Regions from separate parts of the Oryctolagus cuniculus genome. Here region 1 is linked to region 2. The links are chromatin contacts, called in public Micro-C maps. All regions are on one chromosome and are shown on one strand. Each heading gives the region's core, a stretch centred on a gene start, on an enhancer-like site or on the middle of the called end of the contact. The rest is flanking DNA. Distances are from core to core; before and after follow the strand shown. Region 1 overlaps ARHGAP31 (Rho GTPase activating protein 31). Region 2 holds the start of B4GALT4 (beta-1,4-galactosyltransferase 4).

The links. A called contact is a pair of places that touch in the nucleus more often than the background predicts.
Region 1: a contact with region 2 is called in a Micro-C map of ear pinna, with 3 times the contacts expected there. The contact joins the enhancer-like site here to the promoter of B4GALT4 in region 2. A contact is called at or near these places in 2 of 6 Hi-C or Micro-C datasets (ear pinna and an unstated tissue).

What each region holds. Positions count from the first base shown.
Region 1 is chr4:75,837,777-75,843,899 of mOryCun1.1, reverse strand. All of the region lies in intron 1 of ARHGAP31 (Rho GTPase activating protein 31), which reads right to left. Among named protein-coding and RNA genes, the nearest start is that of B4GALT4, 38 kb to the right of the region's middle. Within about 2 kb of position 3,594, at least 7 of the 8 cell types and tissues checked have an H3K27ac peak or open chromatin away from gene starts, as enhancers often do. A contact at or near this core is called in ear pinna, where this site is marked.
Region 2 is chr4:75,797,517-75,803,704 of mOryCun1.1, reverse strand. B4GALT4 (beta-1,4-galactosyltransferase 4) reads left to right here and starts at 1,314. Exons shown (of 8, transcript XM_051819009.2): 1 at 1,314-1,453. It overlaps ARHGAP31 (Rho GTPase activating protein 31), which reads right to left and starts at 1,435. Exons shown (of 12, transcript XM_051819005.2): 1 at 1,297-1,435. The coding sequence starts at 1,396.

The DNA.
Region 1 (6,123 bases), core at 2,345-4,844, 38 kb before region 2:
ATCAGCCTCACGGAGGCCTTCGTGGAATGAAGAATGGCAGCAGAGACAGAGGGAGGAGGCGGAGTTGAACAGACTCCCCGCCCAGTAGCACAGTCTTGTGGAAAGCCGCCTGGGGCAAGCCGCTTAAATAGCATCTCTGTAAAGGGAGAACAACAGTATCTTTCCAGTCTGCCTTGTGGAGTCATAGGATCTCCGGAAAATCAACAGATCATATGAGAAAGTGATGGGGTATGAATGTGCATGAAAGCTGGGATGGCTTTCTGTCCAGTAATCCTAGGATGGCCATTTCAATCTTGAAAAAAATATTCCTTTCCCCTACTTCCCAAATCCAAGCAAGAATTTTAAGTAAAATCTTATCTTAACATCTAAAAGGGATGAATATGCATCTGTAGTCTTTATGTTGACATTGTAGGTATCATTCCATAATTACAACCAGCTGCATCATAAGTTACCAGAAAATCATGATTAAGTGACTTGAGAACATTTTAATTAGCACCAAACACTCAGAAAGAGTGTTCAATAAGTATCAACCAAGTGAGGCCTAACTTAAGATGGCACCATGGAAACCCACACTATGCATCCAAGTGATAGGACTATGTATTATTTAACCATATGATTCAATTTTCATCTTTTAAGGAAAAGTATAACATCTTCATTTAGCCATTCTACAGCTCTACAAACTGGAAGACCAAGAGACTATGGCTGATTCAAAATAGGTTCTCTGTTTTACTGAAAGTCGTCCATTAAAAGGCATAGTTTTTTTTTTTTTCTTTTAAGATTTATTTATTTATTTGAAAGGCGGTGGGGGGGGGGAGGAGGGGGAGGGAGAGAGAGAGATCTTTGATCTGCTGGTTCACTCCCCAAATGGCCACAATGGAAGACAGCTGGGCCAGGCTGAAGTGAAAAGTGTGGAACTCCATCTGGACCTCCTACATGGGTGGGAGGGGCCCATGCACTTGGGCCATCTGCTGCTGCTTTCCCAGGACATTAGCAGAGAGCTGGATGGGAAGAGGAGCGGCTGGCACATGAACTGGCACCCCTATGGCATGCCAGCATCACAAGTGGCAACCTAACCCACTATACCACAATACTGGCCCCAAACATCACAAAAGTCACATTTTTAATGCTAAATATTGAAGTTAAGAATGAATACAGAGATGTGCTGCTTTATCTGGATCAAGTGCTGAGAGCTGAGAGAGTATACAAAGGCTAATCTGCCTAAATCCTTTTTCCTTCACATCTATCCTTAAAAGCTCTTTGAGGTACTTATCCTGGCAGGTTTCTGTTTTAATAGATACCCTCCGGTGATGACTGTAGTGGCACAGTGGATTAAGTGGCTGCTTGGGACACCCACATCCCATACATAATTGTCTGGTTCTAGTCGAAGTTGCTCCACTTCCAATCCAGCTTCTGTTAATGTATCCTGGTGGCAACAAATGATGGCCCAATAACTGGGTTCCTACCACCCGTGTGAAAACTCAGAGTTCCAGGCTCCTGGCTTCAGCCTGGTCCAATTCTGGACGGTACAGGCATTTGGGGAGTGAATAAGAGGAGGAAAGATCTCTCTCTCCCTCTCTCTGTCACTCTGCCTTTGAAGTAAATGAAAACTTAAAAAATAAACTTTAAAAAGGCTTTTTGAAAGGCAAAAAGAAGGCACTAGCTAGTACCCTGATGTGAACCAGATGTTGAATAGAACAATGGTACGTAAACATTCTGGATTCCACAGATCAAATTTAAAAGATTTGGGGAGATCCATATATGATTGCTAAGTTATTTTTCTGAGAAAGAACATTAAACTACAACAACAGCTATTATTTCATAATAGAATGTACACTTCAAAATAAATGAAGCTATGAGAAAAGTCTCAGAATAACAAAGCATTATCCTTTTCAATAACAGACAATGTAACCTTAAAATTGTGCGGATGCATTTGATAAATACAAAACATGGCCCATCTTTTCCTGTGCTCTACATCTGAGAGTCCCTTTTCTGGGGGATCAGGAGGGTTTGACGTAACCCTGGGGGTGGGGTGGGGGTTAAATACAAACTGATATTCCAAACAGGGGGAGGGAAAGAGAGAGGAAAACGCTACAGCAGCAGTTTTGCCTAGGATTCACACAAATACAGATAACAGAGTCCTAGGATGTTGGGCCTCAAGGCAACTCTACCCCTTGGTTATAAAATAGGGCAGGTAGGAAGGCGCCACCTATGGTACCTGGGGAAAAAAATATTTCACAGTGACAAGGAGTATTTGTGGTAGTTCTTTTTCACTCATGACTGTGCCTTCTCTGTCTCTTTGGGGACCCCATTCCTAGGGGGCAAATGTGGAAATGGTGTCAACAGCCTGAACCTAGAAACATAACTAAGACACAAGGAAGGGAAAAGAGAGATCTCTTACAGTAGAGTTCCAGTAAAAGGAACCCCTCCCTCCCTTTCCAAGGAAGGATGTGGAAGACAAAAGTGACAGAGATATCTCCATCTTTGATGATAACCTAAGGCTCTGATGCTTCCTGCGGCCTCCCACTCAACTCACAGTATGTCTCCTGAGGCAGTTAAGACGGCTTCTGGGGCGGCCCTGCCTCCACCTGCAATGCTAGCATCCCAAATGGGCCTTGAATTGGTGTCTCGGCTGCTCCACTTTTGATCCAGCTCCCTGCTAATGCGCCTGGGAAAGCTGCGGAAGATGGCCCAACTCCTTGGGCCACTGCACCCACGTGGGATATCGAGAAGCAGCTCTGGGCTCCTGGCTTCATCTGGCCCAGTCCTAGCGGCCATTTTGGGGAGTAAACCAGCGGATGGAAGATCTCTGTCTTTCTCCCTCTCTAGCTCTGCTTTAAAATTAAAAAAAAAAAAAAAAAAAAAAAAAAAAAAAAAAAGACTTCCTTAGGTCAGGAGGTACCCTCCCTCTTTCTTCCTTTCCTGACAGATTTCCCTTCTTCCTGGATGTGACTTTTTTTAACCCAAAGGAGGGCGGCCCCTCCTTCCCTCCGGGAGGAGAGGGGCACAGGGAAGCGCGGAGCCCGGTGTGTCCGTGGGCACCAGGCGCTGCGGGGCGCGCGGCCCTCGCAGGAGCCTCGCCCAGGCTCCACGGCGCGGCGGGCGCCGGGTGACTCAGGCGCCCCGGGGCGTTCCGGGAAGCCGCCGGGGCGCGCGGGGGCACGAGGGAGCCAGGGCTTTCCCACCGCCGCGGCGAGTCTGTCCTTAGCGCCGAAAGCGGGACCAGAAAGCCGAGGGCGGAGTGGCGGGAGAGGAAGCGGTGGCGCGGAGCGGAAGGCGGCGTCATTGTTTCTCTGGAGCAGAAGCCGAGGGAGCGTGGCTTGCCCTTTATTAACGCCGAGTTCAGCGTCCCGAGAGGGGAGAGGGGAGAGGGGCAGAGCGCGCGCGGGGGATTGGGCGAGTAGGGGGAGATGGGTGTGCGGGCTCCCCTGGGCCGGATTTGGCCTGGGTCTCTTTAACCCTGCCCCTGGAGCCTGACGCTGGGGCTGACCCTAACTCCTGAGCAAAGAAGACTTTTGAGGGGAAGGAGATAAGTGAGACTTAGCCAAGACTTCCCGCCCTCCTCCCCTTCTCAGCTTGTCCTCCCCAGAACAGCCATTTCTCCAGCAGGGATCCCTTTGTCTTCATTCCCGGCCTCTCACCTCGTTGGTATGAGGTTGGAATGGGAGATGGCTGGGCAGAGCGGCAGGAGTGGGAGCAAGGCTGAAGGCGTGGGTGGAGGCTGGCTGGTGCCGTGCAAGGGAGAGCCACGCAAGGCCCACGCATTGGGAACATAGCTGGCCAGCAGGAGGATCGGTGTCATGAGGAGTCGTGGGGTGAGAAGCTGGCCAGGTAAGGCCAGTGCACAAAATATCAGCCACCCCCCCCCCCCCATCGTCCCAAACATGAAGAAGAAGGTATGGTGCAGCAGTTGTCACTGAGTTTGGCACCTCCATTGCGTTGTCTCTGTTTTCATTTATCCATAAGATAAATGCTGGTGCTCCATTCTAGAGTCAAGGAAAGGTCAGAAAGTCAGAATCCCAGTCTCTGATCTCAGCTTCCTTTTGCCTTTGCCAAGGCTTCTTTGTAAGAAAGCAACACCGATCACCCTCCTTTTTATTGTAGGTTAGTTTGAGTTACAAACCAAGAGAGTCCTGACTAGTGATACATCTTTTAAAAATAATTATTTGGAGTGGTCGCTGTGGCATAGTAGGCTAAGCCCCTGCCTGCATGACCGGCATCCTACGGGTGTCCCAGCTGCGCCTCTTCTGATCCAGCTCTCTGCTAATGGCCTGGGAAAGCGGTGGAGCATGGCCCCTGTGTGGGCGTGGGAGACCTGGAAGAAGCTCCTGGCTCCTGGCTTTGGATCAGCCCAGCTCAGGACTGCGGTTGTGGCCACTTGGGGAATGAACCAGCAGGTGAAAGACCTTTATTTCTGTCTCTCCCTCTCTCTCTCTCTAATTCTGCCTCCCAAATAAATAAAATCTTAACAGTAATTATTATTATTTATCTTAAAGGCAGAGAGAAAGAGACCTTCCATCTATTATTTCACTCCCCAAATGGCACACCAACTGAGGCTGGGCCAGGCTGAATCCTGGAGCCCTGATCTCAATCCAGATCTCCCACCAGAGTGGCAGGGACCCAAGTACTCAAGCCGTCACCTGCCGCCCAGGGTGCACACTAGCAGGAACCTGGAATCAGAAGCAGTGCAGGAGCTCAAACCCAGCCACCAATATGCAATGGGGCTCTCCCACGTGTGGCAAATGCCAACCCTGATGCATCTTTTAATCCAGAAACCTTACTTTTGAGAATATATTCCCAAGAAATATTAAAACGAACCAAAAATACCATATACCACAAAATACTCATTGTGGACTTACTTATACTATTAAAACAATTATAAATATCCAATAATAGAGGGGGAAATAAACTGGGACATTTATGATAAAATAATATGTGGCCTTAAAATGACATATGCAGGATTTGATAACTTGAATGAATAAAGACAAGTTATAAGGTAAATAAGAAAATTAGATACCAAGTTATACATACATGAGTATACAATTTTTATATACAATATAGTCACAATATGTAGAAAATCTACATAGACAAAAACACTGGAAGGAAATCAGTCAAAGTATTATATCTAGGGTCAGCACTGTGGTGCAGCCTGTTAAGCCGTTGTCTGTAGTGCTGACATCCCATATGGACACCAGTTCAAGTCCCAGCTGCTCTGCTTCCAATCCAGCTCTCTACTAACGGCCTGGGAAAGCAGCAGGGAATGACCCGAGTCCTTAGGCCACTGCAGCCACGTGGAAGACCTGGAAGAAGCTGCTGGCTCCTGGCTTCGGACCAGGCCAGCTCCAGCTATTGCAGCCATTTGGGGAGTGAACCAGAGTTTGGAAGATCTGTCTCTCCCTGTGTCTCTCCTCTCTCTCTGTAACTCTTTCAAATAAAATAAATCTCAAAAAAAAAAAGTGTTTAAAAAATATTGTATCTTTTATTGGAAGGAAGGAAAGAAGGAAGGAGAGGGAGGGAGGGAAGAAGAGAGGGAGGAAAAAGGTATCATTATATTATTAGAATTTTATCTATGAAATACATTGAATCTGTTCTCTTTGTATTACCATCACATTAACATGAGAACTGGTGAGAACTGTGTTGTAATTATCATGCATTTGCTGTAACCCTGATAATCTGATGTGTTAATACATTCCTTAAGTAAAAAATACATTTTCAAGGCCGGCACCATGGCTCACTAGGCTAATCCTCCGCCTGCAGTGGCGCCGGCACACCAGGTTCTAGTCCTGGTCGGGGCACCGGATTCTGTCCTGGTTGCCCCTCTTCCAGGCCAGCTCTCTGCTGTGGCCAGGGAGTGCAGTGGAGGATGGCTCAAGTGCTTGGGCTCTGCACCTGCATGGGAGACCAGGAGAAGCACCTGGCTCCTGGCTTCGGATCAGTGCGGTGCGCCGGCCAAAGCGGCCATTGGAGGGTGAACCAACAGCAAAGGAAGACCTTTCTCTCTGTCTGTCTCTCTCACTGTCCACTCTGCCTGTCAAAAAAAAAAAAAAATACATTTTCATAAGCATATGCTCCAAAAATGAGTTATCTTGTCAGAAAATTAATTACAATGAGGGCTGCTAATGTTTC
Region 2 (6,188 bases), core at 65-2,564:
GTTGATGAAGATAAAGTGAATTGGCTCAGTTATACCTCGATTTCAAAAGAGAAGCTTGGAAACCTGTGTTTCCTCAAGCTCTAAAATACTAAGCCATTTGTCCTAATGACATGGCTGACTGTGAACCCCGGAATACCACAGGAATATCACACCACTGCAAATTACTAGGTGGTGCTGAGTCTTTTGGGAAAAAAAAAGGGTGTGTGTGTGTGTATGAAAGAGAAGTATTGCGCTGTTTTTGAGATGCTTATTTGATATGGACTAATCAGGTCGTTGGGGGATTATTTTCCTGGAGGCAGAATCAATCTGCACAGTTGCACAGCCCTTACATTTTCCCCTTTGTTATATCTATCTATGTATAAACACACCGCTCATAAAGAGTGCGCTATTTTTTCTCTAACTGAAGTTTCTGCAGACAAGGCCTTTTTGTCATGGGTAAGTGCAGGGTCAGTCAACCTTACAAAAGGAGTCATTTAATGCTCAATTTTCCCAACTTTCCTATGATGAAAAACTTCTAACCTCAAATACTGTTTTTGTATGCTAGAATTGCTTTCTTTCCTCCTCGCCCAACAAATGTTTAAATTATCTCTCCTTTGCTGGATTCCTTCTTGCCTCCCAATCTGCCCTCGAAAACAGAGATGCTCTCCTTTTCTCTTCTGTATCCTCAACTATTTCAGATTCGAGGCCCTCTGACCTTTCTACAACCCTCTTCTTGTCTGATATATCACAGGTTAATCTGAAAGCCGAGAGGAGCTAAAAGGTCTGGGGGTTGGGAAAAGAGATGGGGGGGGGGGGACTATCTATGTGGCATCAGCTTAGAAATTCAGAAAATGTTTGTGTAACCACTCCCCACCCCCGCCCCCGCCCAGGATCCCCGCCCCCACCGCACCCCACCGCACCCCACTGCCTTCTAGCACATTAATATAAAAAGATGTGAGCAGATGAAATCGGAGCGCCCAGGAGGTCGCGCAGCCCCCGCCCACCATCCCACTGTCCACTCCTCGGCCATCCCTCCAGGCACCCCGCTCCCACCCCCAGCCCGGAGGTGGCCGCTGAAAGTCGGGGCAGCACCGCCCATTTAACGGCTGGGGTGCGACCCACGCCAGGACTGACAGCCCTGCCCGTCACAGTGGCAGCGCTGTGCACCTTAAGAGTCATCTGTTCTTTCTTTTTTTTTCTTAAGGTATAGCGAGGTCTGGAATACATTAACTTGTGAACTAAATCGAACACACCCCAAGAGAATCCATCTCTCCCTCAAACAAAAAGAAGGGGAAAAGGGAGGGGAAGGCCCATTACCATCCTGTCCCGAGCTTTCCAGATACTCCGTCAGGTCACAGCCAAACGCGCTGGCGGCTCCCTTGCGTTTCAGCTTCTGCTTGGCACCCTTGTTCTTCATGAGTTAGTCCCGAAGAGGCTGCCCCTCCGTCTCGCCTCCCCACTGCCTGGCACCGCGGTAAGATGGTCTCCCGGCTCCGATTACCGGCCGCAGCGCGGCTCTGGGGTGCCGCCTGGGCCAAGGCGAGAGCCGGGGCGGGAGCGCTGCGCATGGACCCCGCGGGGCGGCGGGCGGGCCGGGCCAGCCGAGCCTGCAATCCACGCGGCGCGCCTCCAGGGCCGCCGCGCCGGAGGCCGAGCAGGGCTGGCAGCTGCGGGCGGCCGGCTTGGGAGTGTCACTTCCTCACTGGGAGTCCCGGGGACTTTCACGGGCTGCGGCGTCTTGCGGCGCTCTTCCTCGGCCGCGGCGGGGGAGGGCGAGTTTTCGAGTCCGCCTTCCTCGGGGGCCCGGACGGCACTCCGGCGCGGGGCAAGCAGACAGCCCGGGGGCTGCTGTGGGTCCGCCGCCCTGGCCAGCGGTCGTGCCTTCAGGCGGCTTCGGTGGAGCGAAAAACAAGCATCCCGTCTCTCTCGCCCGCCCTCACGCCTTCCTTTTTTTCCTGTCTTACAAATCCTAGGCTCATCCAGCTCAGGAAACGCTGGAAGGAAGTTAGCTAGGGAGGGGGGCGGAGGGTGGAAATTTTTGGCAGCTCTGAGCTGCGTGTATGGAACCGGAGGAAGTAGGTGGGTGGGTTGAGGAGCACCGGGTGGGGGAGAGGACGCGCTCTCCTGAGAGCCGGGCTGCGACTCCCGAGGTAACTCCCGGCGTGGGGAGGAAATCGCCGCGCGGCTGAGGAGCCGCGGCCCGCGCCACCCGCTTCCCGCCCGCGCGGCTCTTTGAAGCGCGCAGGAGGAGGTGGCCGGGCGCTGGCTGGGACCCTCAGAAAGTGCTCCCTTAGTCTGCCCCTCATTGTCATCGCATCCCTGACACTTTCTATTTCGGTGCCTGCCTTTCTCCTCCACAAACACCTCAGGAGTAGTGACAGAAACAAAGACGGGGTTCCCGCGGAGAAACCTGACAGGCAGCGGTTTTCCGCGACCACTCCCCGCCCCACCCCCACCCCGGCCGCGCTGGCTCGGGACCTCGAGCCCCGTGAACCCCCAGGCCACGCGGGGGCGCGGATCACCCTTGGCAACGAGAGCCGCAGCTGGGTAACCACTGCCCAGGAAATCAAGTTTCTGCTTACAGATTCAAGTTCATACACACAGTCGCGCGCGCGCGCGCACACACACGCACACACGTGAGCATTCCTTCAAAGTTTGCTGAGTGGAAGTGAGTGAGCCTGGAGGCGAGCATGCCGCTGTGGAGAGGCCTCTGGTCCCCCTGCATAGGATGAAGAAAGCACTCCTCCAGGTTGTGTCCTGATTTGCCTCAAGTTGTTTCAGGAAGGCATGTTTTTTCTTCTCCAGGAAGATCTGAAATTCCTTGATTTCTGTGTACTCAGCACACAGAAAGCACTCAGATTCTTGTGATTTAACCATTTGAGGATTAGATTAAACTTCCTGTATAAATTCAAATCCATATATAGCCTTAGAGACTAGGGCCGTTCCTACAGCTCAGATTGCTGGCAACCGCTTTGTGTACAGGATTTTAGTTACTGAATCCCTTCACAGGCACTTATCGCCCTGTACATCACCATGACACTTGATGAACTTTGATCCTTGACCTTTCTTTATGTAGGGTCACAACTTCATAGCCAGCGTACTGAATCTGGCCCACAGATGTGCTTGGTTCGCAAATGCCATGCTTTAATTTTTTTGTAAAATTAGTAGCCAACATTAAAGAGTTAAGAGGTCTCATAAAAGAGATCTGGATTTCTGCCTCCTCTTGCAGAAATGGAAGATCTGGTTACACCACAAGCACATTCCCATATGGTAAGCACTGCTGATGCCAAGTTGTAGCAGCCCTCTTGGAGGCATTGTCTTTAGAGAGATGAACTGTCCAGTTGCATGCCCTTGGCATCTGTGTCTCCCCCCATCCCACCTGCACCTGTCTGGCCTCCAAAGTGGCTTGAATTTGCACCCCAAGCTCTGTGGATGTTCTCTCCTTCCTGCCATTTTCCATCCATCTCTCAGTGACACCAGCATTGCCCCAGTCATCTTGGCTAGAGGTCTTCTAGTAACCACTGACTCACTTCGCTCCTTCCGCCTCCACTTCCAGGCTGCTCCTGCCCAGAAACATCAATCCTACAAGATGCCTCTCAGCTGGGTTTCTCTTTTCCAGGCACACTCAGCAAGGCTCACCGATCCCTCAATTATCAGAATCATTCCTAGCGGGTTTTGCTGAGTCTGGTCTCCTCCCAACACTTCATCCTTCCTGTATAATTCTTGAAGTGTTTTTTTGGCCATATGCCTGCCTTGCCCCAACCCTTCAGTGACTCCCTGTTTCCCACTGCCAGGGCAGCAGTATTTAAGCATACGGAAAGCTACTTGGAGAATATTGATGGGGTATTTAGTATAAAGACTTGTTCCTTCCTTTATTGGTAAGGAAACATTTCGGTATGGGACTATAAGTATCACTAATGGCATTTGTTTAGGAGTCCACTTCTGCAAGGATTTCGATCTTCATTATTTCATCTGCCCTACAGTGAATTTCATCATCTTCTCAGCAAAGGAGAGAAACTGAAGGGGTACTTTTTTCCTGGGTGTGGGCCCCCAGGGCACAAATTGTGGAAAATTTTTCAAGTTTTATAAATCACCTTTTAAAAATTTTTTTTAAAGATTTATTTATTTATTTGAAATCCAGAGTTACAGAGAGAGAGGGAGAGACAGGGAGAGATTACAGACAGACAAGGAGAGATTTTTCCATCCACTGGTTCACCCAGATGGTCCCGATGGCCAAGGCTGGGTCAGGCTGAAGCCAGGGGTCAGGAGCTTCATCTGGGTCTCCCATGTGGGTGGCAGGGGCCCAAACACTTGGGCCATCTTCCACTGCTTTTCCAAGGCCGTCAGTAGGGAGCTGGATCGGAAGTGGTACAGCTGGGACACGAACTGGTGCCCATATGGGATTCTGGCGTAACAGGCAGCATTACCCACTGCGCCACAGTGCCAGCCCCTACCTTTTATTTTTATTTATTTATTTATTTATTTATTTATTTATTTATTTTTTGACAGGCAGAGTGGACAGTGAGAGAGAGAGACAGAGAGAAAGGTCTTCCTTTGCCATTGGTTCACCCTCCAATGGCCGCCGCGGCCAGCGTGCTGCGGCCGGCGCACCGCACTGATCCGATGGCAGGAGCCAGGTACTTCTCCTGGTCTCCCATGGGGTGCAGGGCCCAAGTACTTGGGCCATCCTCCACTGCCTTCCCTGGCCACAGCAGAGAGCTGGCCTGGAAGAGGGGCAACCGGGAAAGAATCTGGCGCCCCGACCGGGACTAGAACCCGGTGTGCCGGCGCCGCAAGGCAGAGGATTAGCCTAGTGAGCCACGGCGCCGGCCCAGCCCCTACCTTTTAAATCTTTTTATTTTGAAGAAATTTCAGCTTATAAGAAATTTGCGGAAGACAGTCAAAGAATTCTCACCTACTTCTCACTTACCTCGCCAAATACTAATATATAGCAAAAGTACAATTATCAAAGTTCGGAAGTTTTGCATTGATACAATAATATTAACCAATCAACAGATCTTACTCAAATGTGAATTAATTTTTAATTACATGCCATTTTTATTAAATGTGATCTTTGCCAGTTAAGTTTGGAAGCAGTGATTTCTGAATAATTCTCTAAACACTTCAAAGTCTGACTGTGCTACATAGAAAATCCCCTTCATCACCATCCTACCCAGCAATAGCAGATGTAGTTTGTCAAAAAACAGGTTAGCTGGGTGAGCTGATAGGGCTAGTGATGTTGACACAGCCCTGAGCTTCCTCTACTTTACTTAGGATTCCTCCAAAGGACTCTACCATCACAAAATTTTCAACCTGGAACTGTCCCAGGGCCCTTTTGCTCCCTGCTTCGTGTTAAGTTGGTTTCAAGGTTGTTAAGGGTTCAGGGTGGAGGTAATAATGTTGAGCACCTGGCAAGGAGTCCATTATGCTGTGCTGATTGGACAGCCTCATTTGAAACGCTCACACGGAGGTCCGCTGTCTCTGTTTGAGAAGTCCCAGTCATCTGTACTGAATGATGGGACGCATTAATGTATTTCCATGGCAGATAGTGAAATCACGCGGTGACCGCCTTCCGTATTTGTTCCATGTCCCTCTCAGTGTTGAGCATCCACTGTGCCAAACTTGAATTTCACCCTGGTTCTGGTTGCTCTTGTTTGATTCTGCTTTCTCTGTCCTTCCTCTGCTTATCTATTTCTCGTTACATTTTTCTCTCCCTTATTGCTTACTCTAAGAAGACTCTTTTCTGGGTCTGGGAAATAAAATCAGATTTGGGTTCTAAAGGGTTTTACCCTTAGGCTGTGGACTTCCTAAAAGCATGGTTATAATGGAGATAATATAGGAGTGTTAATTAAAGAAATAATTATGTTACTTGGTGATAATATAAATTATGTCTTTAGCAGATTGTCATGGTTCTAATTTGCTAGAAAAGCACTGTTGTTGCCTGTGATCCCTCTTATCTGCACTGTTGAAGACAGATGCCTCTCAAAGTGTGCCATCTGCTTCCTTCACCACTGGGAATGGTAGCAGTATTCTCTGCTGTAAATAAGTAGATATAGAAACCGAGCAGGCATTGAAAGGCGTTAGTGCTAACTGTGGTCTAAACTTCTTTTACCAAATTTGTCCTTAAAAACAGCTATTTATCAGCATTCTCCCTCCTTTACCAGGGTCTAATTAATTAGATGCTCTTATATGACTCCTTGTCCTTGCAC